Linked DNA regions of Mus musculus: regions 1, 2, 3, 5, 6 and 7 are each linked to region 4. Evidence: chromatin contacts called from public Hi-C, HiChIP or PLAC-seq and promoter capture Hi-C data. All regions are on one chromosome and are shown on one strand. Each heading gives the region's core, a stretch centred on a gene start, on an enhancer-like site or on the middle of the called end of the contact. The rest is flanking DNA. Distances are from core to core; before and after follow the strand shown.

Region 1 (3,586 bases), core at 1,036-3,535, 810 kb before region 4:
CTGGGGATGAAGACACTACTCTTTTGTTCTCCTGTGTCTCTTATGTGAACGTAGACTATGGGTGGCTTCGTGTTTGCAGTTTCTTTTCCAGATTCCCTGGATGGCTAAGTAGGGCTGACGAGTCATTGCAATTGGGAGACAGTTATACTCCAAGAGTTTTGTTTTTCAGTTTTATATCTTACCCTTTTGTAATTTCTAGCGATGCCCTTCGTGCCTCTTTCTGCTGAACGACGCTGTCCTTTATGCTTTGAGTTATCTTCTTCACTTGACCTGCCCCACATGATGAGGTTTAGCCTCGGGGTCTGAATTCAGTATTCAGAAAATAGCTTTTTGTTAACAAGAAGTAACTGGATAGCATTAATTTGGTTAAACAATAATTTCCTATTTACCAAGGAACTACTAAATAGCTTTAAATTTTAATTGAGAAAGCATATTTTCTAGGAAGAGACAAGGCAACTGAGATATGTTATTATTAGGAAACAGTACCATACTTATTGAAACAGACTTTGTTCATTCAAGCAACTGAAAGCTTTTTCTAACATTTCTAATATGTAAAAGTAGCTGCTATGAAAATGTTATCTGTAAACATTATTTCCAGAAATAAAATCTTGGGAATATTGTTGCTTGTTGGAAATTTGATGAGACTTAGAACCCTTGATAGCCAACCTCTGATAATTCTCACAGAGGCCACGTGTATTCCAAACTGGTGTTTTGAGCCTTTTGCTTACGCCTGACATACGGATACGTCTTAGTACTTTCCCATGTGGAGTGTGTTGGGGACTCAGCAGTGTCTCTCTCTTTTAGTATTCACTATTCTCTCTTGTATGCTATTCCCTTCTCTCATAGACTGGTTGAGATTGCGGAATCTCGTTTTCCACAATATTTTAACACTGAGGAAAAATTGCTTCTGACCAGCAGTAGAGTTCATCTTTGCCGAGAGCTCACCTGTGAGGGGCTTCTACAAAGGTAGGCGGTTTCACATTACTAAAACATCTTATATTTTAGTAATGCTTTGAAAGTTTTCTCCTCCCCGTTTTCAGCTTCTTAGTAAAATAATTCTTATATAATGGAGTTAAAGAAATAATAATTTGGGCTGGAGAGATGGCTCAATGGTTTAGAGCACTGACTGCTCTTCCAGAGGTCCTGAGTTCAATTCCCAGCAACCACATAGTGACTCACAACCATCAGTAATGGGATCCGAAGTCCTCTTCTGATGTGTCTGAAGACAGCTACAGTGTATTCATATACATAAAGTAAATACATCTTTAAAAAAAATAATAATTTGTGCCTTCTTCATTCATTGTAGTTTTTTTGAAATGTTTCTTTAAAATGGAAAAAAAATCAGTGAATATTTTAGAATCTAAGTAGCTTATTAATTATAAGTTGTTTTGTTAGTGAACTACCTGTAAATGTGGCAGCTTAGAACAGCAAATACTTATTTTCTGGCGAGTGAGCTTCTGGAAGTGGCTCAGCTGGCTCTCCTGCTTTGCTTGTTGTCCAGGATAGCTGTTGTTTTGTTGACCAGTGGGCTGGTATGCCTGTACCCAAGCTCACTCGTGCACCATTGGAAGGCGTCCTTTCTTTACACAAGGAAAGTGTAGTCTTTCACCCCCACTGTCTGGAATAAGAGCATCACCATTTTGTCATGAGCACTTGTCACATAGACCAACTCTTGTGTAGTATGGGAAGGCATTTATGTAGAAATTCATAAAAAGATAGGACACACCAGGATAGGGGAATAAGAGGAGGCTGTTTTAGAGGCCGTTTTAGACTGGCTACACAAGTAGCTTTCCTGTAAAATTACAGCTTTTGTAGTATTGTAGGGCAACATGAAAACACTGTTGATATTTCCAGAAGAATGCAATGTGATAGGAGTGGTGAACTAAGTTATGTGTGCTGAATTTTACAGCCATCGCTGTGTGTGTGTGTGTGTGTGTGTGTGTGTGTGTGTGTGGTATGTGTGTGTGTGTGCACACACATGAGTGCATGAGCAAGTGCATGTGTGTTACTGGGCTTGAACCTAGGGCCTCGTGTGTCAGGCAAGGGCTGAGCTGCATCTCAGCACTTTTTTTTTTTAAAAAGATTTATTTTATTTATTTGAGTACACTGTAGCTGTTTCCAGACACCCCAGAAGAGGACATCAGATCCTTTTACAGATGGTTGTGAGCCACCCTGTGGTTGCTGGGAATTGAACTCATGACCTTTGGAAGAGCAGTCAGCGCTCTTATCCACTGAGCCATCTCTCCAGCTCCTCTCAGCACTTTTTTAAGTTTTTATTTTGATAACATACAGACTATGTTATCCAGTATGGTTTTGAACAACTCCCACTGTAGCCCAGTTTAGCCTTGACCTTGCAAACTTCTTTCTTTAATTTCCTGATTAATGAGGGCTACAGATCTCTGTTACCAGAGCTGGCTCGTTGTTATTTTAAAGCTGATTAACCCTTTCAGCATGGTGGTGTTGTTGTTTTAGGTTTATTTATTTTGTATTTTATGAGTATGAGTATTTGCCTGCATGTTTGTGTGTATACCACTTATATGTCTGGTGCCCTTGGAGGTTGGAAGAGTGGGTGGGGTCCCCTGGAACTAGAGTTACCAATGGGCGTGAACCCTCACGTACATGCTGGAAACCAAACCCTGGTCCTTTTCAAGAGAAGCAAGTGTTCCTAACTGTTGAGCCATCTGTCTCTCCAGCCCCTTCACTTTTTAAAGTCATGTCTTTGAAGTGACTTACAGATCTTCAGGGTTAGGCCTGCCTGCTTTCCTGAGTTCTAACTCCAAAAGCATGGCTGTCCTTTCCCCACCTCTGTCTCTGACCTGGAGAACAACCAGAGTCCTAAGCGTGTTTGCTCTCAACCTCCAGGCTGTTTGCTCTAACGCCCTCTTCCCCTCACAGATGTTTGCAGACCTCCATTGCACTCTAAGTCTTCACTGGCTCCCTCCTCCCAGCAGCTGCCAGGATTTACAGCTTGCCCAACTTGTGTTTTGGCTTTTCTCTCAAACCCTAATACAGTGTTCTTCTATTTTCCTTCTGAAAAGAAAAATAAAAAAGAGTTCGTGTCTTACACTTGTTTGTTATTTTACAAATTCTACTTTCACAGGCTTGAGTCTTTGGAGGAAGAGATCATTTCGAAAGGAGTTAAGCTTGTGATTGTTGACTCCATTGCTTCTGTGGTCAGAAAGGAGTTTGACCCGAAGCTTCAAGGCAACATCAAAGAAAGGAACAAGTTCTTGGGCAAAGGAGCGTCCTTACTGAAGTACCTGGCAGGGGAGTTTTCAATCCCAGTAAGTGTCCCTTTTCCTTCTTTTCTCTTAAGGTCATGACCTTACAGTATCAGATGATATACTTAGGGAAGACTAAACATCTGACTTCTAAAGTTGGATTGCTATGGCAAGTAACTGCTTTCGTAAGCCACCCTCTCTGCTGGTTATGTCCCCTTTTATAACATGACCCGGGACAGACTTAAGTGTTTCTGGCGGTTCCCACCGTCCCTTCCTTCATTCCTTCTCACGGGTTACTCATTCTGTGAGTTCTGTGTCACGTCTGTCATGCTGAGATTACTGTTACGTGGGACGACTCGAAGAGC
Region 2 (4,002 bases), core at 202-2,701, 940 kb before region 4:
ATCTGCAAGCAGCCACTACTTAAGACAAACTAACTTGTGGTACCCAAAGGAACCTCTCTCTCCTCAGCGATCAAGGCCCCTGGCTCTGTGTCTCACGTCCCTTCAGACTGAACTTCAACACTGACAAATCCTGGGGACCAGGAATTGGCTCTTCCTCCTTCCTCTGTCATCATCGAAAACAAGAAATCAACTTTGAAAGCGCAGCTCTGGCCCCACTCTCCCATGCTGGCTCCAACGGGGATAGTAGAGTCCTTAGAGTGCTCGCTTCTAAGACACATTTCACTGGATGTAGCTCCGGTTCATGTTTTGTTGAGATTCTATATGGATATGAAGATCTTGTGGTAAAAAGAAACCCAAGTTTTTACCTGAGTACAAGGCCCATGTGTGCCTACTTATGGGAGCTGTAAGTATTCAGAGAGGAGAGGGGAAAAATGAAAGTAGCCACCAGAGAGAGAAGAAAAAGCAAAAAGAGTGGGAAGTAGGTCTTGGAAGAAAAAATGTTGGTCATGGTAAGAAATGACAGAAGGATGGCACAGCCTCAGCTCCAATAGGAACTATGGCCACGCCCAGAAAGAAGGTGGCGTTTATTACTGGTCCACCGTCACTCCTGGTGACTTACTCAGAACCAATCAGTGGACTGCCCCTTGTGGTAGCCTGCCGCTGATTCTCAGGTGATTACACACACCTCCAGGTTTGGGCTGACCTGACACTTAATTAAGAAACCATCCTTTGACCACGTGGTTCTTCTCCTGGCTCCTAGTAATCTAATTAGGGCAAACAAGCACGTGTTCCTACTCCGAAGGACAATGAATCTTCCCCTTCAGTTGTCACAAACACCTAAACAAGTGAATAACGGCAACAAGGAAGCATGCCCCAGATAACATTGGCATCGGGTTCAGAGAGCAAAAAGTGCAACCCTCCTGTAGTACCTCAAGGGCTGGAGACAAATAGTTAGACAAAGGCTGGTTCAAAGCTTGGGAGTGGAGAAAACAGTTAGAATCTAAAGCCCGCCATACTCAGCGGCTTCCCGAAGCTAGAGAGCAAATAGTGCTAGAGGAAATAAGGTAGGCCAGAAAGAGCAATACAGGATGATGGAGACCTGGAGCGCTTTTACGACCACCTGGGGTCTGACGTCTGGCCGTGCCCACATCCAGGGCACCAGGATCTCGCCTACAGTCCAGTAAACTCCAGATCTTTGCTACCTTAAAGGGCTTCTCAGTCCTTTCCTAGTCTTTCTTTACGGGGGCTAGGGAGAGGGCTTCAGTAGGGATTTTTTATCTTCTCTAAAAGACCTGGCAAGAAAAAGCAACATTCGCACAGACCTGATTTTTGGCGTGACCAAGTACAGGATGAAGGGAAGAGAGAGCAGAAGCAGGAATCCGAACATCTCAGCACCACCGAAGCGCAGTTGAAGTTGATGCTCTAAAGAGGACAGCGGGACTTATGGCTTCTGATCCTAGACACACCCCGGTTCAACTGCAACCGCCAGGGAGCAAAGCCCTCTGGGAAATGTAGTCCTGGATTTGGCGGCCGCCTGGCGGTGATACATTCAGAGTATACTTCCAAGCACTATGAAAAGTTGAATAACACAACCGTGGAGCAATGGTCTTCAGTGGTCCAGGGCCTAGGCCTGTGGGATCGTTGAGCCAGCCCTTCTACCACTCCTCTGGCCACTAATTGACTCTTTGGAAGTCTCGCGGGTTTGCTATCTCCTGGAGCCCAAGTCCAGTGTTTGGTTCAATTTTCCCCAATCATTATTAGGAAATTACATTTTGTCTGGGAGACAGCGTCTGGAAAGTATTCTGAGGTTAATTACAAAGGGCAGGAGCCGTTAGTCGGACAGTTGGTGTGGCGGAAGATGTCCTTCCTCAGAGATGACCTTTGCCCTATGGGGCAAAGCAAGTTAAGACCTCCTAGAGAGTCACGGTTGTGTGTACTTCGATCTATGATAGTATCCTTCATAATTTCCCAAGCCCTTGGTTGTTATTTGATAATAAAATAGTTTCTTGGATGACTATATCATGTATTACTCTTCAAGGAAACAATGCATTTCTCAGATTGGCACAGTTGGTTTTATCACTTTGTCAAAGAGTTTAATCCCGTCTTGAACTAAGGCCAGGAACATTTCTTTGGGAAAAGGCAAACTCCCTGTTCAAACTTTTCTTTCCTTTGAGGTGTACCTCATGGGGATAAACATGAGTTATCATGTTTAACAAGTTTTAAAAGTCATTGTCTGTGGTTTCCCACCTTCACTATTCAGTTTCTGGTTCATTTGCATAATTAATTTCCATTCATTGGAAGATACCTGTTCCACAGTCAAGTTGGAGCCATATACTGTATAGCACCTGGGAAGAAGACATATTCTTACAGATTTAGTATTGGATTATCTAGTAATCATCAGCATTTAACGCTTTCTTAGTGTCTAGTATGTAGAGAGCAGCTCACAGCTCAAAGAAAAAAGTCTTTTACGTATTCTGTTTCTTATTCATTTTATACATGTTTAACAGTATTTCTACAATAAACTGGTGTAGTCTCTGAGAGGTGACACAGACAGCTGTGAAGTACTGCTTCAGGAGTTGTCAAAGCTGCAGCTTTCTCCTTCCTGCTTCAACCTTCAGCCTTCTTGAGACAACTCTTTGGGGATCAGTGAGAAAGAAAAGAGAGAGGGGGTGGTGGGGAAGAATTATAAACACACACACATACATTCACACATGTGACAGATAGAGCAAGGCTCCAACCATTTTTCATACATACATACATACAGACAGACAGACAGACAGACAGATATATACTTACTTATATACATATACACATATACATATACATATACAGACAGACAGACATATATTTATATACACATTCACATACACATATACATATACATACAGGCAGGCCCACACCCAGATAACTTTCTAGTAGCATATTGATGACTTGCTCATAGCTGCCCCAGATGAAGAAACTTGCTGTTTGGCAACTTATGCCTTGCTCAGAGAGTTAGACCAGATGAGATATCAAATGTCTGTGAGGAAAGTGCAGCTCTGCCAAAATGATGTAACATACCTTGGGGAAAAACCAAGGCGGGGGGGGGGGGTGGACAGGCAACATCTGCTATCCCAGGCTAGCAAAGGAACGATTCTCAACATTTCAGTCCCCAAGACCTGGTATCAAATTTGTGAGTTCCTGCAGTCTCTGAGTACCAGGATTCACAGAGATTGCAAAGCCTTTCTACGAGGCCACTAGGGGGCAGGAGAGTGTCTTAAACTGGACTCCCCAAATGGACAAAGCTTTTCAGTCTCAAGGAATGAACTACTTGAAGCCCCAGCACTTGCCCTGCCAGACAGCTACAAGCCTTTCAACTTGTATGTAGATGAAAACAAAGGCATAGCCAAAGGGTATTGATCAGACCCTGGGTCCTTGGAAGAGACCAGGTGCCTATCTGCCTAAGAAGTTGGACCCTGTCTCACGAGGCTTGGCCAGCTTACCTACGTATTGTGGCAGCTGCTGTTTTGCTGGTCAAGGACACAGATAAAACCACCTTGTGGCTGACGTCATTTTTCTTCACCTACAATCCATAACCTGGGCACTACTCCTCTGGCTTTGCCACATAAAACTCCTGGTGCTCCCAGTCAGAATGGCTAAGATCAAAAATTCAGGTGACAGCAGATGCTGGCAAGGATGTGGAGAAAGAGGAACACTCCTCCATTGTTGGTGGGATTGCAAGCTTGTACAACCACTCTGGAAATCAGTCTGGCGGTTCCTCAGAAAATTGGACATAGTACTACCGGAGGATCCCGCAATACCTCTCCTGGGCATATATCCAGAAGATGTCCCAACCGGTAAGAAGGACACATACTCCACTATGTTCATAGCAGCCTTATTTATAATAGCCAGAAGCTGGAAAGAACCCAGATGCCCCTCAACAGAGGAATGGATACAAAAAAAAAATGTGGTACATTTACACAATGGAGTACTACTCAGCTATTAAAAAGAATGAATTTATGA
Region 3 (4,070 bases), core at 258-2,757, 920 kb before region 4:
TAGGCTCTGTTCTTACAGAATGTTCTAGACCATGGTGACATCGGCCACAGCTGTGTGACTCCACTTGACAAACCACCACCAAAGGTCAAATCAGAGAGTAGCCCCTCATCTCTGTTTTACAAAGCTGCTGTCCCACTGCTGTGTCCTCCCCTGAGTCCACCTGACCTGAGAATCATCTGAGGTGAGTGGCCCGAGTGGCCATGTGGAGACTTGCAACTGATAATCACTCCCATTGGATAATCAAGTAAACTGAGGCAGCAGAAAGACTCAATAACTTGCCCAGGACCTTGAAGCTTGAAGGATGCTGAGCTGGGATTTGAGTCAGGAATTTGAGTCTAGCTCGAGAATACTTAAACACTCTACTCTTGCTTGACATGTCGTTGGGTGTGTCAACTTCACTGAAGTGTAATGTAAAGAACACACACAAAATGCCCAAATCAAAAGCGCCCAACTCAGTGATTGTTCACAGTAAGCACACCTGTGTACTAGCACGAAGATCAAAGACCAGCACATTGCCAGCCCCACAGGACCTTCAGCCACTCCCTATTTCTTCCATTTATTTATTTTTAACTTTTACTTATTTAATTGGTTATATATACATGAGAGTGCAGGAATGCACAGGCTTCAGCATGTGTGGAGGTCACAGTGTCACTTGGAGAGTTGGCTGTGGGACCTGGGAACCAAACTCAGGTCACTGTGCCTGTTTGCTATTGCTGATACCTGCTGAGCCACTTTCCCTGCCCTGTTAATTTACTTTGGGGTTTGTAGGGACATGCATATGGAGATTAGAGAACAAGTTTTCAAAAGTCAGGTCACTCCTTTTACTTTGTCTTCGAAGCAAGGTTTGTGCGTACCTACCTCTTGATCCTGCAGTTCCACTTCCTCGAGGCTACCTGGCCTTTGAGCTCCAGTTTCCATTTTGAAGTAGGACTACTGTGGTTACAGACGGCAGCCACTCTTCTGGCCTGAGCTGCCACATCTGACTTCTACATGGATCCTGGGGATTGGACACATACCAACAAGCTCACATGGAAAGTGCTTTGACCTACTTAGCCATCCTTCTTACTATCTCTCTTCCATTTTTAATCACACATATTTCAAGCATCATTAGGACTTGGAGGATTTTTTTTTTGTTTGTTCGCATGCTTGCTTTTTTCTTTGTTTTGTTTTTTTTGGTTTGGTTTTGTTTTGACACAGTTTATTATGTTGTTTAGGCCAGTCTTGAACTACAGACTCAAGTGATCATCTGCTTCAGCCTGCCAAATACGTTGATTATAAGACGTTGTCACTATGCCTGGCTTTTTTGAAGCCTGCTGATAATGTGTAACATATTCTATCTTGAAAATAGCGTGTTGAGGAGGAACTCCAGTATTGCCAAATTCTCACTGCCAATATAAGGTGAAGCCCTAATCTTTCCTTAAGCCCCACCCCTCTAGGACTACAACTCCCAGGAGGCTGTGCTCTGGCGGCTCTCGGATTTAAGTAAGATTCTGGGCATTGCTTAAGCCAGCCAGTTGCTGAGTGTCCCAGAGTGAGAGGAACCAAGAACCAACAGAAGCTGCCAGGAATTGGAGCCAGAGAAGGATCCTCGGGCTAGGTTGAGGGTGGGAAGCAGCAACTAAGAAAGTTGACAAGATGCTGTTTATCTTGGTACTGCTTACGTCCTTCCTCTCCATCTTGTATCTGACAGCTCCATCCATCAGGTTTGTTTTAATCCAGCAACTCAAAGATACTTTACGAAGATGGTTTTGACTTCTAAAAGAAGAAGGAGGGAAGGTGGCGGAGGCGAGATTAGTACATTAAAAACAGGAAAGGAGGGGTTCTGGATGCCTCTGCAGAAAACGAGAAGGAAGCACCTGGGTGGGAGGAGGTGGGGCTGATTTGAATTCGGATGCCGAGGAAGGAGGAAGGCGGAGTAGATGAGTCCTGTGGCACTTTCCTCTGATTCCTTTAGGTTTCTCTGACACTTTCCTTTTCTTTTCTGTCCCTAGATGAGGTGAGTGTCATGGGGACTTCATCGTTAAGGGACTCCTTGTCAAGTCTTAGGCACTCTGGAAAGGAAGCAAACTCTCTTCCCTTGATACTTCTCTCAAGAAGTGTTTTGGAAATGATTCACTGGGGATTTGTGGAGGTGCCAAGAAATGGCTATTCTATGTGGGGGCTTTAAATTTTGTTGATGATTAGAAAGGTTAGGAGCCAGGTGTGGTTGTACGTGCCTTTAATCCGAGCACTCAGGAAGCAGAAGCAGAAAGAACTCTGAATTAGAGGACAGACTGATCTACAGAGCGAGTTCCAGGGCAGCCAGGGCTATACAGAGAGACCCTGTCTTGAACCTTTGCCCCCTGACCTGACCCCACCCCCACCCCAAAGGAAGGTTAGATAGGCATACTGAGGACAGAGTGTCAAAGTGTCATACTTGGTCCCGGCCACCCTTAGAAATGACTTAAACATCTTTGGGCTTCAGAGGTTTTTTTTGTTTGCTTGTGTGTGTTTGTTTTTGTAATATAGAAGTAATACTGAAATGGCAGGGGAAATTAATATAAATGGCATATGGAAAGATAATATGTATGGAAAATGTGGAAAGATAGTGAGTGCAGAAACTATTTAGCATGGAGGTAGACTGGGTGCAGAAAGTGTTTAAACCTAGACAGAAAATGTATAGAAAATCAAGCCTGGGATAGACCTCATGAGTGTAGAAAAGTGTCTAGCCTAGTCTAAATATTGGGTGTAGAAAGTCTAGCCTAGGCTAGACAGTGCATGTAGAAAATATCAAGAAAAGACAGTGTATAGAAAGTGTCTAGCTCAGTGTCTGCCATCCAGTGATGTTCAGGAAGTATTCTAGACTCTCTGGTCTTGTTTTCAACAAGAAAGCTTTCTCTGTGTGCCAATGGCCTAAATAAAATCCATAATAAAGTGCCAGAAAGTCACTCAGGATGCTCTCTCTCTAAACAAAAAAGACAACTGAGAGGGAAGTAGTTAATGTGTCAACCCAGATGCTATCTGCTAGTTCCTATAGTAACTATTGGAGCCATAGGGCTCAGGACCATTGAGTCCTCTAATGTGTATCACCCATGTGATTCCAATGTGGGTCAGAGGAGGAAGCTGACCCGTGGAAGTCTAGAGATTAGACTGATAGCGTTTTTATCTGACAAGGAATGTCTCCATTGGCCCTGGCTCAGGAGCATTTTCTCTGCTTGCTCAGGTGACTATTTTTAGCTTCTGGACACATGACCTTTCAATTCTTGTCTATGAGCTGGCCACTACCTTGCCCAACCAAAAAGTGGTCCATGCAAATTAATTTCTAACGATGATAAAGTCTTATTTATAACTCCAAGTTAAAGGCCTCCCTCTTTGGGTTTATGTGGCCTTTTTCTTTAATGCATCTCAGCGTGACTTTGGGGAAATGGTGGATGATTTTCCTTCCTTTGGCGACAGGAAGTTCTTTGCTGGTGGAGTTTGTACAACAAATGTCCAGATCCCAGGGAAGGTAGTGGTCATCACAGGTGCCAACACAGGCATTGGCAAGGAGACAGCCAGAGAGCTTGCTCGAAGAGGTGAGTCCTTTCCTTCGGTCTCTGCGGGGCCACACTTTCTGCTCTCTTCACTCAGGTTCTGCCTGGATTTCCTTCTTTCTTCCTGGCCTTGAAGGCTCTGAAGGGAATTCAGGGAAACTGGAATCCAAGCCCAATCCAAGTCCAACTAATTTATTCTGACTTTCAGCATAGTTCCTTTCCCTCCTGCATCTTTCCAATTTCAGAAAGTAAGGAGAATAATGTCTCAGTGTAATATTAGTTAAGTCAGTTATTGTAAGGTAGCTACTAAGCAGAATTAAATAGAGGGTTCTTGGCCCCACTGGGAGAATTTGGAAGTGGCAATATGGCCACTTCACTGCTGTAGGGACAGCTTTGAGTATGCTCTACCTATCAGCCCTAGCTCACTTCCTGTACTTCTACACACATTGCCCTGTTTACTTTGGTCCCAGGAGCACGAGTATACATTGCTTGCCGAGATGTGCTGAAGGGAGAGTCTGCTGCTAGTGAAATCCGAGCAGATACCAAGAACTCCCAGGT
Region 4 (3,710 bases), core at 283-2,782:
CACCCCCAACCCATAAAATCACCTTCATTGCTACTTCATAACTGTAATTTTGCAACTGTTGTGAATCATAATGTAAATATCTGTGTCTTCCGAGGGTCCTTTGACAAACCCCCCGGGGGCGCGACCCACATGTTGAGAACCACCGGCTTAGGCCGGTCTTCAGTTGGTCCTGAGCCTGCCAGCCTGATTGTCTTCCCTTTGCCCATAGCCCAAGCCATACAGAATTGCACAGAGGGGGCTCTGAGGGCCCATCTTCTCAGTCTGGTTCACACCTATGGTTTTGGTTCCTACCGCACACACCCTGACAGTTCTACTCAGAATAACTTTCAGTAAACACACAAAAGGATTCCATTACAGGGCTTAAGGAAACACCATTATACATACTCCTGTGCTGAAGGTTCAAAACACCTGTGAATAACTCCTAGGCCCCAATCCAGATTAAAACCTATTCAGTCGCTTGGTAGTCCTCTTGCAAGGACCCGTTCCTGCATGACCTACGTACCCAGTAAGACGACCAATTTCATGATGGGCCTGACACTCATGGGTCCTCAGGATTCAGAAGGGAAGGGTGCAGCCACAAAGACTGAGAGTTGCAGAAGCCCAGTGATGACAGCATGTAGGTGGGCTAGCCAGGAAGAGGCACCTTCACTGGAAACAAAGGGGGAAATCAAGAAAGCTTCTTAGTGGGGGCTGACAGAGGAAAAGAATATTCTAGAACCTGAAAACTACAAATGCTAGAACAACCCCGATGTGTAAACTAGGCAAAGAGGAGGAGCCGTGGGGTCTTCTGTCCCTCGGATGACATCAGAATGATTGAGAAACTGGAAATGAGCTGATCACATATAGCACTGGAGCAGCTAGTCCTTGACCCTGGGTTGGTACGGCCCGAGGGCATCTACTGGAATACCACCTTGTCTCGGACCCTGCCACTGGGCTGCCAGGCAACAACAGCCTGGTGATCACTCTGACCTACTTCAACCACCCATGACTTTTAAGCTCTTTGAATATAGGGCAAAAAGAACTAGGAGGCGACTGGGACAAATCCAATCACTGACCGAAGCGCTGGCCCTGCCTACTAATGGCTAACTGATGGCATTTCCAAACACCCCAGGGAACGTGCCAGGGCCTCGAGTTTTCTTCCCGTTCTTAGAAATTCCTCCCCACGCCCATGGCATTACGGTTTCCAAATCCCAGGCCCGCCGCGGGGCTCGGTGGCCGGACCCCTGGCCGCGCCCGGAGCGGCCAGGAGCTGGTTAAGGGCGCCAAGATGGCCGGCTTGTTTTGCTCGCCGAGGCATCACGCGGAGGCTGCCCTTTGCCTCCGGGGCCGCGGTCAAGGTTCCGCCGCCCTCTCTGGCAGGCTGCCCCGGCCGGCCCGAGCGAGCCTCCTCCCCTGCGCCCTGGAGCCTCGCGAACCTTCGAGACCGGGGCGCGGCAGAGCGACAGCGCGGCCAGCCCGGAGCTTCGGGGCCGCTGCTGGCCCTTCGGCATCTCGGAGCGTCTGTCGCCCGGGCGAGCAGACTGCGGCCGCCCCGCCGGTCTTCCCCAGCCGGCCTTTCACGCCGCTCAAGCAGCCGAGGTCGTTCGATGGGCGTGGCAACACTGCCCTCCACTGGCCAGTGTGCCGAATGGCACACGCGGGGCCATCCTAACTGCCCTGGACCACCGGGCACTGAGACCCTTTCTACAGGGTTCTCAAAAGCGTACACCACACTTCCCTAGGCGTCTTCCCATCTGTTGGTCGGACTCCAACTCAGAGTTTGTATTTTATGGCATTCCAGGGTGAATGTTGCTGCTGTTGGCCGCTGGTCCTGAATCTACCAGCTCAGCCCACTTACTTAGGCCAGGGTTCTATCATCCACTCCAGTATACAGTATGCAGACAGAGCACAGAGGACCCTGATGGAGCTCTCAACCATATGGCACTTAGCGGGATAATTTCACAAATCTAAGATGACACTTGAGAAAGTTTTAAATCTTAAGTGTACGGCTGTTTGCCTATATGTATTTCTATGTACCGTGTGCCTGCAGTGCACTTTGAGGCCAGAAGAGGACTTTTTAAATCCCCTGAACTGGAATTACAGATGGCTGTAAGCTTGTAAGGTTGTAAGCACGTGAGTGCTGGGAATTGAACCTGGGTTTTCTGGAAGAGTAGCCAATGACCTTTACTGCTTATCCGTCTCTCCAGCCCCTTGAAAAAGTTTTAATTCACTTATAAAATATATATGCATATATGTATATGTGTGTATATATTTTATATAGTTATTTAAATCAGGGCAGTTTTCAAGACTGGATTCCCTCCTTCTAACATGTGGATTCTGTAGATTCTAACCAAACTCAGATCATCAGGCCTGTGAATCACCTTCACCAAACTGAACCATCTCACCAGGCCCAGTTTGGAAAAGTTTCCATGTTCTTATAGAGGAAAATATTAAGGCACTGAAAGAAGACATAAATAGGGAACTACAAACAGTCCCCAGTTTATCATAATTTCACCTGTAAGGTGAAACATAAATAATATACATTCAGTAGAAACCACAGTTGAATTTTTAATTCTGGGTTTTCCCCCGGACTAGCAATAAACACAGTATTCTTCTGCGGGAAGTTCCTACAGTCGTGAGTGGGAAGCAGACAGTGGTCTATAGTGTACTGCATGGCACAGTGGTGACGTCTGGTACGTTACGGAAGCAGGTGTACTCTCCACGCTACCTGGCCTTTTCAGTTCATTGAAGGGATTGTTGGGACAGGGCTTCACTGCGAATCAAGGAGCATGTGTGATTTATACTGGGCTGTGTGGAAGCTGTCACAAAAGGCCTTTCTGTGGAAATTCTAAAGAGGGGTCTAGAAGAAGGGAGCAGGAAGGTCCTGGAGAGAACCCAAGAAAGCGCTGGGTGTGGTGAGCAGAGGGGACCAGAGCATTGCCACCCATCCAAAGGCTGAAGGACAAAGCTATGGGAACAGAAGAGAGACCAATGGGCAAGGTCCAGACATCTGGTACCCAGGACCTCCCTCTTAAGAAGAGACCCTGGGACCCAAGATCTTAGCCACACCCAGAATGCTACCTCACCTTTAGGAACCCTAGCCAGGTACTCCTGGGCTTCTCACTGACTGAGTCCGATTTGTTTCAGCCCTTCCTTGAAGCCTGAGGGAGAATCATATTTGATATAACCAGATGCGTTGGGCAGTTGTAAGAAGACAGCGTGCCATCTTCCCACCCATGCAGTTCATGTTTTGTCTGGGGCCAATTTCTTCTGTGAACATTGTTAAGGGCCTGTTGTATGCTTGGGGCTGATGTCACAATTCCAACATGTGAGGAGGACCTCAAAGGATGCGTGCAAGCTCATGCTAGCTTTGCCCTGCCGCTCCAAGCACTTTGGAGAGCAGATAGGGGGACACGCTATCTTTCCCTGAGTCTCGGTTCTCACCCCTCCTATTTATTCCCCTCCCTAATGACTCTAGGGTTGGCCGGGTTAGCACACAGCAACCACAAATGTTGTTGTCAGGATGCTTGTTGCCTGTAGGGTGCCCATGCCAAGCTGAAGATGAGGATGGGACAGACAGCCTCTGCCTGTCTACTGCTCAGGCTTCTGTGGAGAACATTCTCTATTGGTCCCTGCACCCTGCATAACCCTTTCTTCATCAGAAGAATGGGGGAATCAGGATAACTAAGCTCAGCCTCCCAGCACTCAGTCTGGGATAAAGAAGACAGGAA
Region 5 (3,620 bases), core at 59-2,558, 840 kb before region 4:
TAAGCAAGAGGAATGAACAGGGTTTGTCTTTTGGAGACAAAATGCAGTTAAGCCATCTTCTATGGATAATAAACAAGAAATGATATTCAGGATCCTTTTGGTAGTCAGGCTTAAACTCAGCTGCAGAGCATAATTCATGGCCATTGGAGTACATTAGATGTAAAATACATTACACAGATAAAACATCAGAATATTGAAATGTGTTCCCCGTCTGCTAACTTTTTAAGATAGTAGCTGACTGGGGGGCCATAAAGACTAGAGTACAGCCGGGCGTGGTGGTGTACACCTTTAATCCCAGCATTCGGGAGTCAGAGGCAGGTGGATTTCGAGGCCAGCCTGGTCTACAAAGTGAGTTCCAGGACAGCCAGGGCTATACAGAGAAACCCTGTCTCGAAAACCTACACACACACACACACACACACACACACACACACAGACTAGAGTACAAACACTGAACCACTATCTTCCTCTCTTAGATCCTGGTAGGAGCGGGGATCGCTTACCTTAGCAGAATGGGACACTGCACCAGCGCCTGTAGTATGTCCTCCACCTTTTGGGGGATCTCTCCTTGTCCCCGGTGTAGTTGAGGTACACATGCTTGTGCCAACTCCCAGTCTCCCCTCCGCAGGCACTCACAGAAAAACTCAAAAAGTTCCTCCTCTGTAGCGGTTTCCTCTTTCCCAAATGGGTAACTCATTTTCCCAGCACAGAGTGCAGGTAGATAGAAAATAGAGGCGTTACGCGAAATACATTCTCAATTTTCTCATCCGTGAAGTACCCCCTAGAAACACCACACGAGCTGAGAAGAAACGAAACTTTAGATGAACCACCAGCTGCTGGCCCGAAAAGAAACGGCAGAACTTACTTTTCTAATGACTGTTTTGGGTTTAATTTGACCTGTTACTATCTCTTTTTGAGAGCCGTCTCTTTCTCTAAGGGGTGTACCTCATCTTCTACCGCAGACCTCACATATAACAATCTTAATATTTTTGCTAGCCTGGGGTGCAGACACATACATTTACTTCCGCATTCCCTCCTGAACATTTTGTCAGGCTACAAATCTCTAGGTTGGTGGATGCCTTGGTAAGGATGAAAACTCCCTTGGTTAGAGCCTTCTGTTAAGACAGAGGCTAAAGATTAGGGGATCAATCTGGGACTGAACTGTGGAGCCGGGAGGCTGGGGGACAGGGATGCTCCCCCTAGCGGGGTCGTGGACAGCACCCTCGCAATCTTCCCTGCGCCTTACACTCACCTGCTCCGGGAGTCGAATGCATTTTCCCGTCCAGAGCAGCCATGTTTGATCCCGGTCAGGTGACAAGTCCCATTGCGAAGAGTGGTGGAACGGGCGGCGATGACGAAAGAGAGCGCCACTCTTATTGGCTCAGGAGAAGCAAGATGCAAATCAAGTGCCGTGTTTGTTTGAATCACGTGATGCCACCTGATTGCTACGGGGACTCTAAGGAAGAGTTAGATCCGCTAGCTACAGGACTGAGGACTCTCCCTAATTATGATTGCTCCTTCTCGCAACATCCACAGTTATTCATTTCGGGGGAGCTGGGGCCAGGAATATCTGTGTTCCACGCTCCGTACCCGCCACTGTTTTGTTTTGTTTTTGATGTCAACATTTTCTCCGTGCCAACCAGTGATAGATGATAGGTTAGCCACAGGAATTCTGGATCTTCCTGTATCATTATTCTATCTAATTCTATCGTGTGTATATCATATATAATTATATATCCATCGAAAGACTGAGGTCGGTACAAAGGAGTTGCAAACGAAAACAAAGAGTGAGCAAAGGCTTTTCACAAATCATGTAATCAAGTCAGTTCTTAAGTTTATTAGTTTTTCTTAACGCAGCTGTTTTAAATACGAAACCTACTTGACTTCTTTTATTTTTTCAACTAAACTGAGTGGTTCTTTTTCAATGTATTTTAGTTTGAGACGCTTTAGTTAGTATTTCCCGGACATTTTCACCATCTAAATGTGTTGAACAGTGCAAAGGAAACACAAAACTCTCATCCCAAAACGGGAATAGGGCATATTGCCCACCCTTTTTCCAACCCCTCAGCCCCCCAAAAGAACCTTCTCTGGCCCAGGAAATAACTTTAAAATGCGATTCACTGAGGAAAAGAATTTCCAGTCAGGGTTTTCCCTCCTCTACATTCGTCTTGAAAGGTTCCGCTCCTCGATTTAAGCAATCACTACAAAGGAAAAATTTAATTAGATTAACCTTCGAGACTGAACTACAATTCCCAAAATACAGCTGGGCTAACCCGAGATTTTCCTGCTTCTGATTGGATAAGTCGCCAGAGTACCAACCAACCAGAGCCCCAGATGTTGCTGCTCGCACTTTTCGCGGGTAATTGTGTGAGGGTGGGGGAAACTTTGAAAGTTCCACGCTGCTGACCTGGTACTGGAGTTTTCTGAGGGGGCAGTTGTGGGGAGGAAGGTGTGTTCATTATCTTGTGCTCCCTCTTGGAGCCTGTGGCTGTTGATACCGGGGTCGCGGAGAGTCCTGCGTGTTGAGCACGTACTCTGTAACGGGGCTCGTCCCTGGAACCCGGACGGGGTCCTGGAGCTTCCGACTTCCTCTAGGGAGGCGAGTGATGCTTGTAAGGTGCTCTGTTTTATTAGGAAGTTTTGCGTCAGGTTTTCTAACTCTTGATACTTCTTCCTCCGCTCTTGGGCAAATTAGGCATCCGGGCAAGTTTAGGGACTGTCAAACTTGTGGTGTTAAGAGCGCGGAATCTGGAGTCAGATCTCTGGATTCGAATGTTGGCTCGATCCCTTGGCTAGTTCGTGTGTTTATTAAAAACATCCGAAGCATTTAAAACTAGTGTCTGGCGCATAATAATGGCCCAATAAATAAATTAACCCCTCAGCCTCCTCAAAATAGCTGGGTTTTGTTGCTTCACTATTTTTATTGAGCGCCTAACAGAAATTCAGTCTGAGATGCTGTCTCCTCTGTCTCGTACGCGCTTACGCACACATCAGGAAGAAAGAAAAGCATACACTATAATAACGCACAGATCAGATTAAGGAAGAAATAAGTGCAAAGTGTGGAGATAGCACTCGAGAGGAAGTGACTGGTTGGCGAAGGGTTTGTGTGGAGAAATATGTGTTTGAGTAACCTAACCTAACGTTGTGGATAGTCACGTTAGAAGAATCACATGTCTATAATGAGTGCCTACCTTGAGCGTTATGCACCAGCTCTGGAGTAGAAATTAGAATCACCGTTGTTTTACACATGAGGACAACTTTGCTCGAAAGACAAGAGCTAAGTAAGAGATGCCCTTTTCAAGTTGAAAAAAAATATGATTGATCATAAAAGTTTGGAAGTTGTCATATGATGGTCCCATGAAGCATTTTAAGCAATGAAACTAACTTTTAAGGGAACTACTTTTAGTAGGATTGTGACATGCAACCTAATTTTTTTCAGACCAATTCGAGACTTCTCCCTGTCTATCTCAGTAGCACGTGCACATAGCAACTACAATACCTGTCACATAAATGTAGTTACTTGAATATATGTCTCTTCATTCTTCAATTGTAAGTATGCAAAAGGGAGGACATAAGCTTAGCATAGCATGTGCTTAATATTGGTGAAAGAAACAAATGAA
Region 6 (3,875 bases), core at 1,240-3,739, 810 kb after region 4:
GGTGAGTCGATGAGTTTGCTGGGGTTACTTACAGGGCCTTGGGCGAGTCAAAGGCAGCCTATGGTACCAGCAATCTCTCTTCCCAGTCATCATTCACTGCTGATACAGCTTCTGGGAGGAGCTTTCCTCAGTCTTCCATGCAGGAATGCTGATAGGCCTGACTTCCAGAGGCTCTGTGGTTGGTCAACAGCTGCTCTGATTCAAGATGGGGATGTCCAATCTGGGGGAAACAGTTTTACAATAATCAGAGAGGATCACCAGCAAATGATGTGGTCTACAGTCGACAGAAATGAAATGTCTGTATTGAATGACTCTAGAGACATTGCTATTTTAAACATCATGCAGGCATTTAAAAAAAATCAGTATTTAATAAGTAAAAGATGGGCTTATAGGGTGAATCTGAGTCAGAAACAGAATCTCTCTCTCTCTCTCCCCCTCTCTCTCTTCAGACAGTGTTTCACGGTGTAGCTCCGGCTAACTCTGAACTCACTACATAGAGTAGGCTACTTCCTTCCTCTGCTCCTAAACACTGGGATTAAAAACATACCTATCCATCATGCCTGGCTACAGTAAGCTTTCTTATCAACTCCTAACACCTTCAGGGAGGGTGTAACCCGATTTCTGGGGAGAGGAAGGCAGCTAGCAGGTCTGTGATGGACAATAAATGTTCTCTTAATCTGTGATCTCTGTAACTCTTTTCCTCTACTACATATATGTTATTTGTTTGAATGTCTTTGGAAAGGATGCCCTTGCCCCTAAAGAATGACATGGGGAAAATATTTATCCAAAAGAGAGTACCCCCCACCCCCAGACATTTCTGGGATAATACAAGTGTTTTTTTGTTTTTTTTTTGAGACAGGGTTTCTCTGTGTAGCCCTGGCTGTTCTGGAACTCAGAAATCCGCCTGCCTCTGCCTCCCGAGTGCTGGGATTAAAGGAGTGCGCCACCACTGCCCGCTACATGTTTTTTAATGGGTCCACTGATGCTGTTTTTATTTGCATAGTTAACTGAATAGACAAGCTTATTCCACGTGAATGAGGTCAGACCCAGGGTTGCTCTGCTCCTTCTTGAGCTATCAGTTCATCCCTGTGACCCTAGCTGAAATTGTGTGACTCTATTCTAGGTACATCTCAAAATCTAGATGATGCCTTAGGTTACAGATAAAAATATTAAAGAGAAGTAGCCTTTTTCACAACAACAACAGTCTTTATTGTCAATGTTTCTAGACCTCCCAACCTCACTGGGGAAGGCTGGATAGAGTTACCGATGTGGACTGCTGTGTATTACATCCATGCTGGAAGCATAAACTCTATTTCTCAATAACTGTTGATTTCGACTCTTTTTTTTTTTTTTTTTTTTTTTTGGTTCTTTGACTCAGGGTTTTCCTGGCTGTCTTGGACTTTGTAGATAAGGTAGGCCTGGAACTCACAGAGATGATTAAAGGCTGAAGCTACCACCGTCCACCTAACTATTGAGATTGAGACCTGGACAGAAAGGAATGGACAATGGCCAGTTGGATTTAGAAACAACTTGAAATCTTTCCCAGCTAGCTGAGCCAAGATTGGCCCTAGGGATTCAATATATAGGAGCGTTTTTTGTTTTTTTTTTTTTTACCCACAGTACCAATTTCATTATTTCACCACGTGAAATCTCTCCTTTAGTAGAAAACAATTCAGTTCCTTAGGCTGATCAGAACAAAAACCACAACACTGAAAGAATTCACTTACTTGAGCCTCAGAGAACCCTCTCTCTCTCTCTTTTTTCCGAGGCAGGATTTCTCTGTGTAGACCAGGCTGTCCTGGAACTCACTCTGTAGACCAGGCTGGCCTTGAACTCAGAAATCCTCCTGCCTCTGCCTCCCAAGTGCTAGGATTAAAGGCGTGTGCCACCACGCCCGGCTAAGAACCCTCTCTTGAAGGACATTGATAAGTACAATTTGCAGAAGAGGCTAAAGAGAGAAAGAAAGAAAGAAAGAAAGAAAGAAAGAAAGAAAGGAAGGAAGGAAGGAAGGAAGGAAGAAAGAAAGAAAGAAAGAAAGAAAGAAAGAAAGAAAGAAAGAAAGAAAGAAAGAAAGAAAGAAAGAAAGAATTGGACCTGGTGCTCGGGCCAATAATCCTATCACACTGAAGGCGGACCGGCTGGATCGCTGAGCTCAAGGCTAGCCAGGACTGCTTAGCGAGACCGACTATGTAAATGAATTTTTAAAAGAAACAGGTGATTTTTGAAAAGCCTGGGTTTCTTGGTAATCTTCGAGGGACCTAAGAAAAAGTTTAAATACATCTTTTCGTATCCAAAGAAGTGTCCCGGTGTATCCTGCCAACTGAACGAACGTTTCTAGTCCTCCCACCACCCACTGCTCTCGCCAGGGGTCGCGGTAAGGAAGCCCCGCCCTACTAGAACTTCCGGCTCCCAGGAACCGTCTGTCCTCAGCTCCAAGTGGGCGGTCCCCGAGCTTCTGGCACCGCCCCGGAAGTGACGCCAGGACGTCCCTTCCATTTTGTGCAACGTCCGAGCTGCTAAGTGCGTCAGTTGTGGAGAGACTGTAGACGAGTTGGGTTCGTGTGTATGTGTGTTGTGTGTGTGTTTGTGTAGGGAGGCAGACAGCTCCGTCGCAGACTACGGACCTCTCCGGGGTCTCAGCCGCCAAAGACCCTGTCCGGTAGGTGAGTGGCACGCTTTGAGGGCAAGGCTTCTCGGATCGAGGCTTCTTCATGGCCGCTCGGGTCGCAAGTGGCCGGGGCTTCGCTCTTTGCGGAGGACGGCGACTCAGAGAGCGCAGTTGATTTGAGGTGGGCGCTGGGGCACGTCTCCCTGTGGGTGTTGCGTGAGGGGGACACGAGGCGGAAGGGCGGGCGTGGGGAGGGCGTTTGTGTCGGGAAGCAGCGCGCCCCTCCCTGCCGCCCTTAATGGCTCTCATCGAGGCCCGGACGCCGGGGAGCCGGCCTGGCCCAGGGCAGCTTAGGGTTTCCCCCCGTGGGCCGGCGCAGGCGCAGCGCTCTGGGCCCCGGGCTTGCCCGTGTCTCGGGGGCACGCAGCTCGGCTCGCTACGCTCCTCCCCCCCCCACACCCCGCCGCATACTTCGGCCGTCGCCATTTTGTGCTGCGAACGCGCCCCGTCGCCCACTGCGCAGGCTCGGTGGTGGCGTCGCGAGATTCCGGCTTGTGACGCGCGGGGAGGCCGCGACGCGGGCGCGGCCGGCTGCTATTGGACCAGGCCTGGCAGAGGGCGGGCTCGGCTCCGCCCGCATTTCTCGGCCTGGCCTTAACTGCGGCAGATGGGAGGGGAACCCCGGGATCCGGGGACAGCGTGTGCGGCTGCGCAGTCTAGAAAGGTGGCTACTGGCGTTGTGGTGGGCTGCCGTGTGGAACCTGGGAAGGGGGTCTTTTGGAGAGTTAAGTTTTAACTTGGAATTTGAATGTGGTGGTCGTGAACGACTTAAAAGGTACATGGCGACCTTGTTAGTAGAGTTGGTAAACGTGGGGTGTGTTTGACTGCTTGACTGAACATCCCCCACCCCCATGGTGTCAATCGTTGATATTGTCTCGATTCAATTACTGCCTAACAGGAAACACTAGCCGGGCATCATGAGTGGCTGTCGAGTGTTCATTGGGAGACTAAATCCAGCAGCGAGGGAGAAAGATGTGGAAAGATTCTTCAAGGGTTACGGACGGATCCGAGATATTGACTTGAAAAGAGGTTTTGGTTTTGTGGTAAGTACTTGAAACTGAGTTGAATTATCTGTCGAGAAGTTAGGTAACTTTGTGGTGGTGACACATGCCTTTGGTCTCTGGCCCTTGGGAGGCAGGGGCAAGCCAATCCACAGAGAAACCCTGTCTCCAAAAAAAGAAAAAAAAAAAAAACAAAGTGGGTAGAG
Region 7 (3,756 bases), core at 605-3,104, 740 kb before region 4:
CCCTTAACTGCAGAGCCATCTCTCCATCCTCTGGGCATTTTTCTTCTCTAGACTTATTTGCTCACAGTCTCTAAGAATCTGACTTTTATGAATCTTTTTGACTTGTTGTATTATATGATATCACTGAGGTTGATAAGAGAGATAAGGATGATACAGTTTTATTTGATATGTAACTGGTTGAATAACCACATGAAAGCAGTAACAGACTTATGTTAGCCTGGAACAAGGTCTCAGAGATAGTACAGGACTCTCTCTCCATTTTCCTGTTACATAATGTTATGAATAAGGAGTTAAGAAAATATAGCTGTGTGTTGATTGGATTTGTAGTTGATACATACTTGGGAATCCAAAAGGGTAAAAATGCTGAGCTGATGAGCTTGACCAATATAAAATTTGAGGATGAGCCTATAATGTAATAATGTATATAGTCCTGTGCGTTTTGCAACACAGGGATGATTTAGATGTAGTGGTAGAAAGAAAGATCTGACATTTTTCACTTAACTGAAAACTCAGCATGAACAACTTTGTCATGTTCCTTTACAAAAATGCATTGTGATCTTGGACTACCTTTATAGAGTGTCTAGAGCAAGGGTGATGACAGCCTTTCAAATTCTGCATCAGATTATTCCGATTGTCACATTCTATCAGTGATGAGCCTCAAGTCCATCTATATGACAATAGCTAAGGCAGTAGGGGATTCCCCCAGCCCCATGTGGCCAGGCTAAAGAATGAAGGACTTGCCTATAAGGAGTCATATGATTATTTCCAAATATTTACTTTGTAATTCTAGAAAGGGAGGCTAGAATGAGATTGTGATATTCCAGAGGCAAAATGATGACCAGCTGAGATAGGGGTTTTGTTTGTTTATTTGTTTGTTCCATATAAATAGGAATGTTCAGCTTCAAAGGATTCTTTTTTTAAAAAGGAAGGAAGGAAGGAAGGAAGGGAGGGAGGGAGGGAGGGAGGGAGGGAGGGAGGGAGGGAGGGAGGGAGGGAGGAAGGAAGGAAGGAAGGAAGGAGGAAGGAAGGAAGGAAGGAAGGAAGGAAGGAAGGAAGGAAGGAAGGAAGGAAGGAAGGAGGGAGCCAGGTAGTGGTGGTGCACGCCTTTAATCCCAGAACTTGGGAGGCAGAGGCAGAGGTGGAGGCGGAGGTGGAGGTGGCAGAGGCGGAGGCGGCAGAGGCAGAGGCAGCAGAGGCAGAGGCAGAGGCAGAATCAGAGGCAGAGGCAGAGGCAGAGAGGCAGAGGCAGAGAGGCAGAGGCAGAGGCAGAGGCAGAGGCAGAGGCAGAGGCAGAGGCAGAGGCAGAGGCAGAGGCAGAGGCAGAGAGGCAGAGGCAGAGGCAGAGGCAGAGGCAGAGGCAGAGGGGCAGAGGCAGAGGCAGAGGGGCAGAGGCAGAGGGCAGAGGCAGAGGAGGCAGAGGAGGCAGAGGCAGAGGCAGAGGAGGCAGAGGCAGAGAAAGAGGCAGAGGAGGCAGAGGAGGCAGAGGCAGAGGCAGAGGCAGAGGCAGAAGCAGGTGGATCTCTTAGTTTGAAGCCTTCTTGGTTTACAGAGCAAGTTCTAGGACAGAGGACAGTCAGGGCTACACAGGGAAACTGTTTTGAAAGAAAGGAAAAAAAAAGAAATCTTTAAAAATGGATGAAAGAAAGACAAAGGGGCAGTGGTCTAGACTGTGCTGGCAATTACCTAGTACAGTCTTCAGGGTGGTGTTAACCCACCTCTGGGCAGGAAGCAGTAAATGAAATTTACTCATCAAATAGCAAGCGAAACTAATTGAGTTCTGCATTTAAGCTGTGTTCTTTCTGGTAGTGTATTCTCTACTTATTCACAATTAATCTTATTCTCTGTCATTCTACTAAGAAACAGAGAGTGTCTGTGGCCAAAAATTGATGCAACAGGAATCATTTGTATATGTTGCTATTCAAACATGCCTTTCTGTTTTGCAAGAAACCATTCCTGTGAACTCATTTCTAAATACATTTCTGAAGTCAAAAGGAGGTTAAAAGGGGAAAAAAAAAACCTTTCAGGAAATGTTACTCATTTTTTACACACTTCATCAAAACCTTGGTGATCATATTGCAGCCGTTGAGAAGATAATGCTGTGAAATCAAGCAGGCATGTCAGAAGAACCAAGCTTGCTCTTTATTTATTAGTTGTATTTACCGTGCATTAATGTATAGATGCTGTTTGGCTAACTTCAGTCATTCCCCTGGGTCCTAGGGAAGTTGGTATTTACTGAATTTTCTTTGAATGTTTATTAAAAATCTTATGTTAGGCTTCTCACAATGTCAAGTAATTTTTTTAAAAGATTATTTATGTGCATATACTGTCACTGCCTTCAGACGCACCAGAAGAGGGCATCAGATTTCCATTAAAGATGGTTGTGAGTCACCATGTAGTTGCTGTGAATTGAACTCAGGATATCTGGAAGAGCAGACAGTGCTCTTAACCTCTGTGCCATCTCTTTAGCCCCTGTCAAGAAATGTTTAATCAAGATAAGAAATATTACTCTTTTTATTTGTACTTTTTATGATGTAAAGTTGAAAACTATAAATACCAGAAATCTTGATCTTAATTCTATATGGTAGCTATTAGATGTGCTCACACAAAAATTCACACTCAATGTCTGTCTTTTTTTTTTTTTTTTTTTTTTTTTTGGTTTTTCGAGACATGGTTTCTCTGTGTAGCCCTGGCTGTCCTGGAATCAATGTCTGTCTTAACTGAATTCTAAAAGAGATCTTGGTCATTTATAGTTGTGAAGGAACAAGAAAATGTTGGTTGAGGGGCTTAAAAGTACACACTATCTAGTACTATTTTTAGGATGAAGTAAAGTATTCTTGTTCTCTTGGCTAAATGTGATTAAATTTTGGTATGCACCATTGTTATGTCAACAAGAAGGATCTTGAAATGAGAAAACTTGAAATATTAAACCAACAGTAGTGTTGCCTGTATAATGTTAATTCTGCACATATTCAGTGGTTACATGGTTAAGTTTTTTTTTTTCCTTCAGGTTTGTTTTTATTTTATACATAGAGGTGTTTTGTCTACTTGTATGCTTGTGTACCACCTGTGTGTGCCTGTGGAGGCTTAAGGTGGACATCAGTACCCTAGAACTGGAGTTACAGGAGGTTGTAAGCCACCGTATGCGTGCTTATAACAGATCCCTCACCCTCTCCAAGAGCAGCAGTTGCCTTTAACACTGAGCCAACTTTCCAGCCACAAAAGTGTGAGTTTTAATAAACCCTAAGCTATTCTGATGGCATGCTAACATTTGAGAGTCACTCCTGTAGGCCCCATTTAGGCTTTTCTGTTAGGGTCCGACTTATAGAGTATTGGTGTGATGCTCTACATGTTGACTGAGGTCTCTATCTTCTTGGCCAAAATATCCCATACTCTCTTCTTTTTTTTTATTAATTAAGTTATTTATTTTATATCCAGATCTCAGCTTCCCCCTCTCCTACCTTCCAGTCCCTCCTTCCAGTGGCCCCTGCTATCCAGCCTTCCTACCCTTTTCTTCAGAAAAGAGGAGGCCTCCTATGAATATCAACCAGCCTTGGCATATCAAGTTACAGTAAGACTAGGTGCATCTTCTTCTTTTCAGGCTGGATGAAGCATTACAGTCAGGAGAAGGGGATCCAAAGGTAGGCAATATAGTCAGATGCAGTCTCTGCTCCTGCTTTAGGAGTTCCACAAGAAGACCCAGCTATGCAACTGTTACATATATGGAGAGGGCCTCGGTCAGTCCCGTATGTATTCTCT

The links. Promoter capture Hi-C pulls out the DNA fragments that hold promoters and counts their contacts. A called contact is a pair of places that touch in the nucleus more often than the background predicts. HiChIP or PLAC-seq counts read pairs in DNA pulled down with a chosen protein or histone mark.
Region 1: a Hi-C map of uterus shows a contact between it and region 4, with 2.0 times the contacts expected there. The contact joins the enhancer-like site here to the promoter of 2310015A10Rik in region 4. A contact is called at or near these places in 1 of 39 promoter capture datasets (the SN4741 cell line), 2 of 15 datasets of contacts at CTCF or cohesin (large pre-B cells and pro-B cells), 22 of 484 Hi-C or Micro-C datasets (the AML12 cell line, B-cell progenitors, bladder smooth muscle and 13 more), 20 of 115 datasets of contacts at active chromatin or transcription factors (acute myeloid leukemia, bone marrow-derived macrophages, craniofacial prominence and 15 more) and 4 of 9 other capture datasets (adipose tissue, embryonic stem cells, liver and 1 more).
Region 2: a contact with region 4 is called in a promoter capture Hi-C map of pre-B cells, with 11 times the contacts expected there. The contact joins the promoter of Rdh11 here to the promoter of 2310015A10Rik in region 4. A contact is called at or near these places in 21 of 39 promoter capture datasets (the 3T3-L1 cell line, 3T3-L1-derived adipocytes, the C10 cell line and 14 more), 4 of 15 datasets of contacts at CTCF or cohesin (embryonic stem cells, large pre-B cells, pro-B cells and 1 more), 23 of 484 Hi-C or Micro-C datasets (B cells, the C2C12 cell line, the G1E-ER4 cell line and 9 more), 7 of 115 datasets of contacts at active chromatin or transcription factors (astrocytes, bone marrow-derived macrophages, embryonic stem cells and 3 more) and 4 of 9 other capture datasets (adipose tissue, embryonic stem cells, liver and 1 more).
Region 3: a contact with region 4 is called in a promoter capture Hi-C map of hippocampal neurons, with 8 times the contacts expected there. The contact joins the promoter of Rdh12 here to the promoter of 2310015A10Rik in region 4. A contact is called at or near these places in 7 of 39 promoter capture datasets (the 3T3-L1 cell line, the C10 cell line, embryonic stem cells and 4 more), 6 of 484 Hi-C or Micro-C datasets (B cells, the HPC-7 cell line, adipose-derived mesenchymal stem cells and 1 more), 1 of 115 datasets of contacts at active chromatin or transcription factors (large pre-B cells) and 1 of 9 other capture datasets (embryonic stem cells).
Region 5: a contact with region 4 is called in a promoter capture Hi-C map of hematopoietic stem and progenitor cells, with 5 times the contacts expected there. The contact joins the promoter of Zfyve26 here to the promoter of 2310015A10Rik in region 4. A contact is called at or near these places in 23 of 39 promoter capture datasets (the 3T3-L1 cell line, the C10 cell line, the HPC-7 cell line and 18 more), 7 of 15 datasets of contacts at CTCF or cohesin (the NIH/3T3 cell line, embryonic stem cells, hippocampal excitatory neurons and 3 more), 38 of 484 Hi-C or Micro-C datasets (the 3T3-L1 cell line, 3T3-L1-derived adipocytes, B cells and 25 more), 41 of 115 datasets of contacts at active chromatin or transcription factors (the NIH/3T3 cell line, the SCID.adh cell line, acute myeloid leukemia and 27 more) and 5 of 9 other capture datasets (adipose tissue, embryonic stem cells, liver and 2 more).
Region 6: a promoter capture Hi-C map of pre-B cells shows a contact between it and region 4, with 4 times the contacts expected there. The contact joins the promoter of Srsf5 here to the promoter of 2310015A10Rik in region 4. A contact is called at or near these places in 3 of 39 promoter capture datasets (liver and pre-B cells).
Region 7: a contact with region 4 is called in a BATF HiChIP or PLAC-seq map of CD8 T cells, with 6 read pairs. The contact joins the enhancer-like site here to the promoter of 2310015A10Rik in region 4. A contact is called at or near these places in 2 of 39 promoter capture datasets (the SN4741 cell line and embryonic stem cells), 2 of 15 datasets of contacts at CTCF or cohesin (the NIH/3T3 cell line and large pre-B cells), 2 of 484 Hi-C or Micro-C datasets (bone marrow-derived macrophages and embryonic fibroblasts) and 15 of 115 datasets of contacts at active chromatin or transcription factors (CD8 T cells, acute myeloid leukemia, craniofacial prominence and 11 more).

What each region holds. Positions count from the first base shown.
Region 1 is chr12:79,324,121-79,327,706 of GRCm38.p6, forward strand. It overlaps Rad51b (RAD51 paralog B), which reads left to right. Exons shown (of 11, transcript NM_009014.3): 6 at 847-966; 7 at 3,101-3,284. Among named protein-coding and RNA genes, the nearest start is that of Rad51b, 29 kb to the left of the region's middle. Within about 2 kb of position 2,286, at least 10 of the 459 cell types and tissues checked have an H3K27ac peak or open chromatin away from gene starts, as enhancers often do. A contact at or near this core is called in uterus, where this site is marked.
Region 2 is chr12:79,190,404-79,194,405 of GRCm38.p6, forward strand. It overlaps Rdh11 (retinol dehydrogenase 11), which reads right to left and starts at 1,452. Exons shown (of 7, transcript NM_021557.6): 1 at 1,323-1,452. The coding sequence starts at 1,387.
Region 3 is chr12:79,207,406-79,211,475 of GRCm38.p6, forward strand. Rdh12 (retinol dehydrogenase 12) reads left to right here and starts at 1,508. Exons shown (of 7, transcript NM_030017.4): 1 at 1,508-1,703; 2 at 3,436-3,554; 3 at 3,983-4,070. The coding sequence starts at 1,636.
Region 4 is chr12:80,131,312-80,135,021 of GRCm38.p6, forward strand. 2310015A10Rik (RIKEN cDNA 2310015A10 gene) reads right to left here and starts at 1,533. Exons shown (of 3, transcript NR_033514.1): 1 at 1,416-1,533; 2 at 503-648.
Region 5 is chr12:79,294,974-79,298,593 of GRCm38.p6, forward strand. It overlaps Zfyve26 (zinc finger, FYVE domain containing 26), which reads right to left and starts at 1,309. Exons shown (of 42, transcript NM_001008550.1): 1 at 1,253-1,309; 2 at 504-799. The coding sequence starts at 697. Rad51b (RAD51 paralog B) reads left to right here and starts at 2,309. Exons shown (of 11, transcript NM_009014.3): 1 at 2,309-2,359.
Region 6 is chr12:80,943,010-80,946,884 of GRCm38.p6, forward strand. Srsf5 (serine and arginine-rich splicing factor 5) reads left to right here and starts at 2,490. Exons shown (of 8, transcript NM_001079694.2): 1 at 2,490-2,663; 2 at 3,567-3,711. The coding sequence starts at 3,586. Gm20337 (predicted gene, 20337) reads right to left here and starts at 2,390. Exons shown (of 3, transcript NR_045057.1): 1 at 1,728-2,390; 2 at 33-220.
Region 7 is chr12:79,391,912-79,395,667 of GRCm38.p6, forward strand. All of the region lies in intron 7 of Rad51b (RAD51 paralog B), which reads left to right. Among named protein-coding and RNA genes, the nearest start is that of Rad51b, 97 kb to the left of the region's middle. Within about 2 kb of position 1,855, at least 10 of the 459 cell types and tissues checked have an H3K27ac peak or open chromatin away from gene starts, as enhancers often do. A contact at or near this core is called in CD8 T cells, where this site is marked.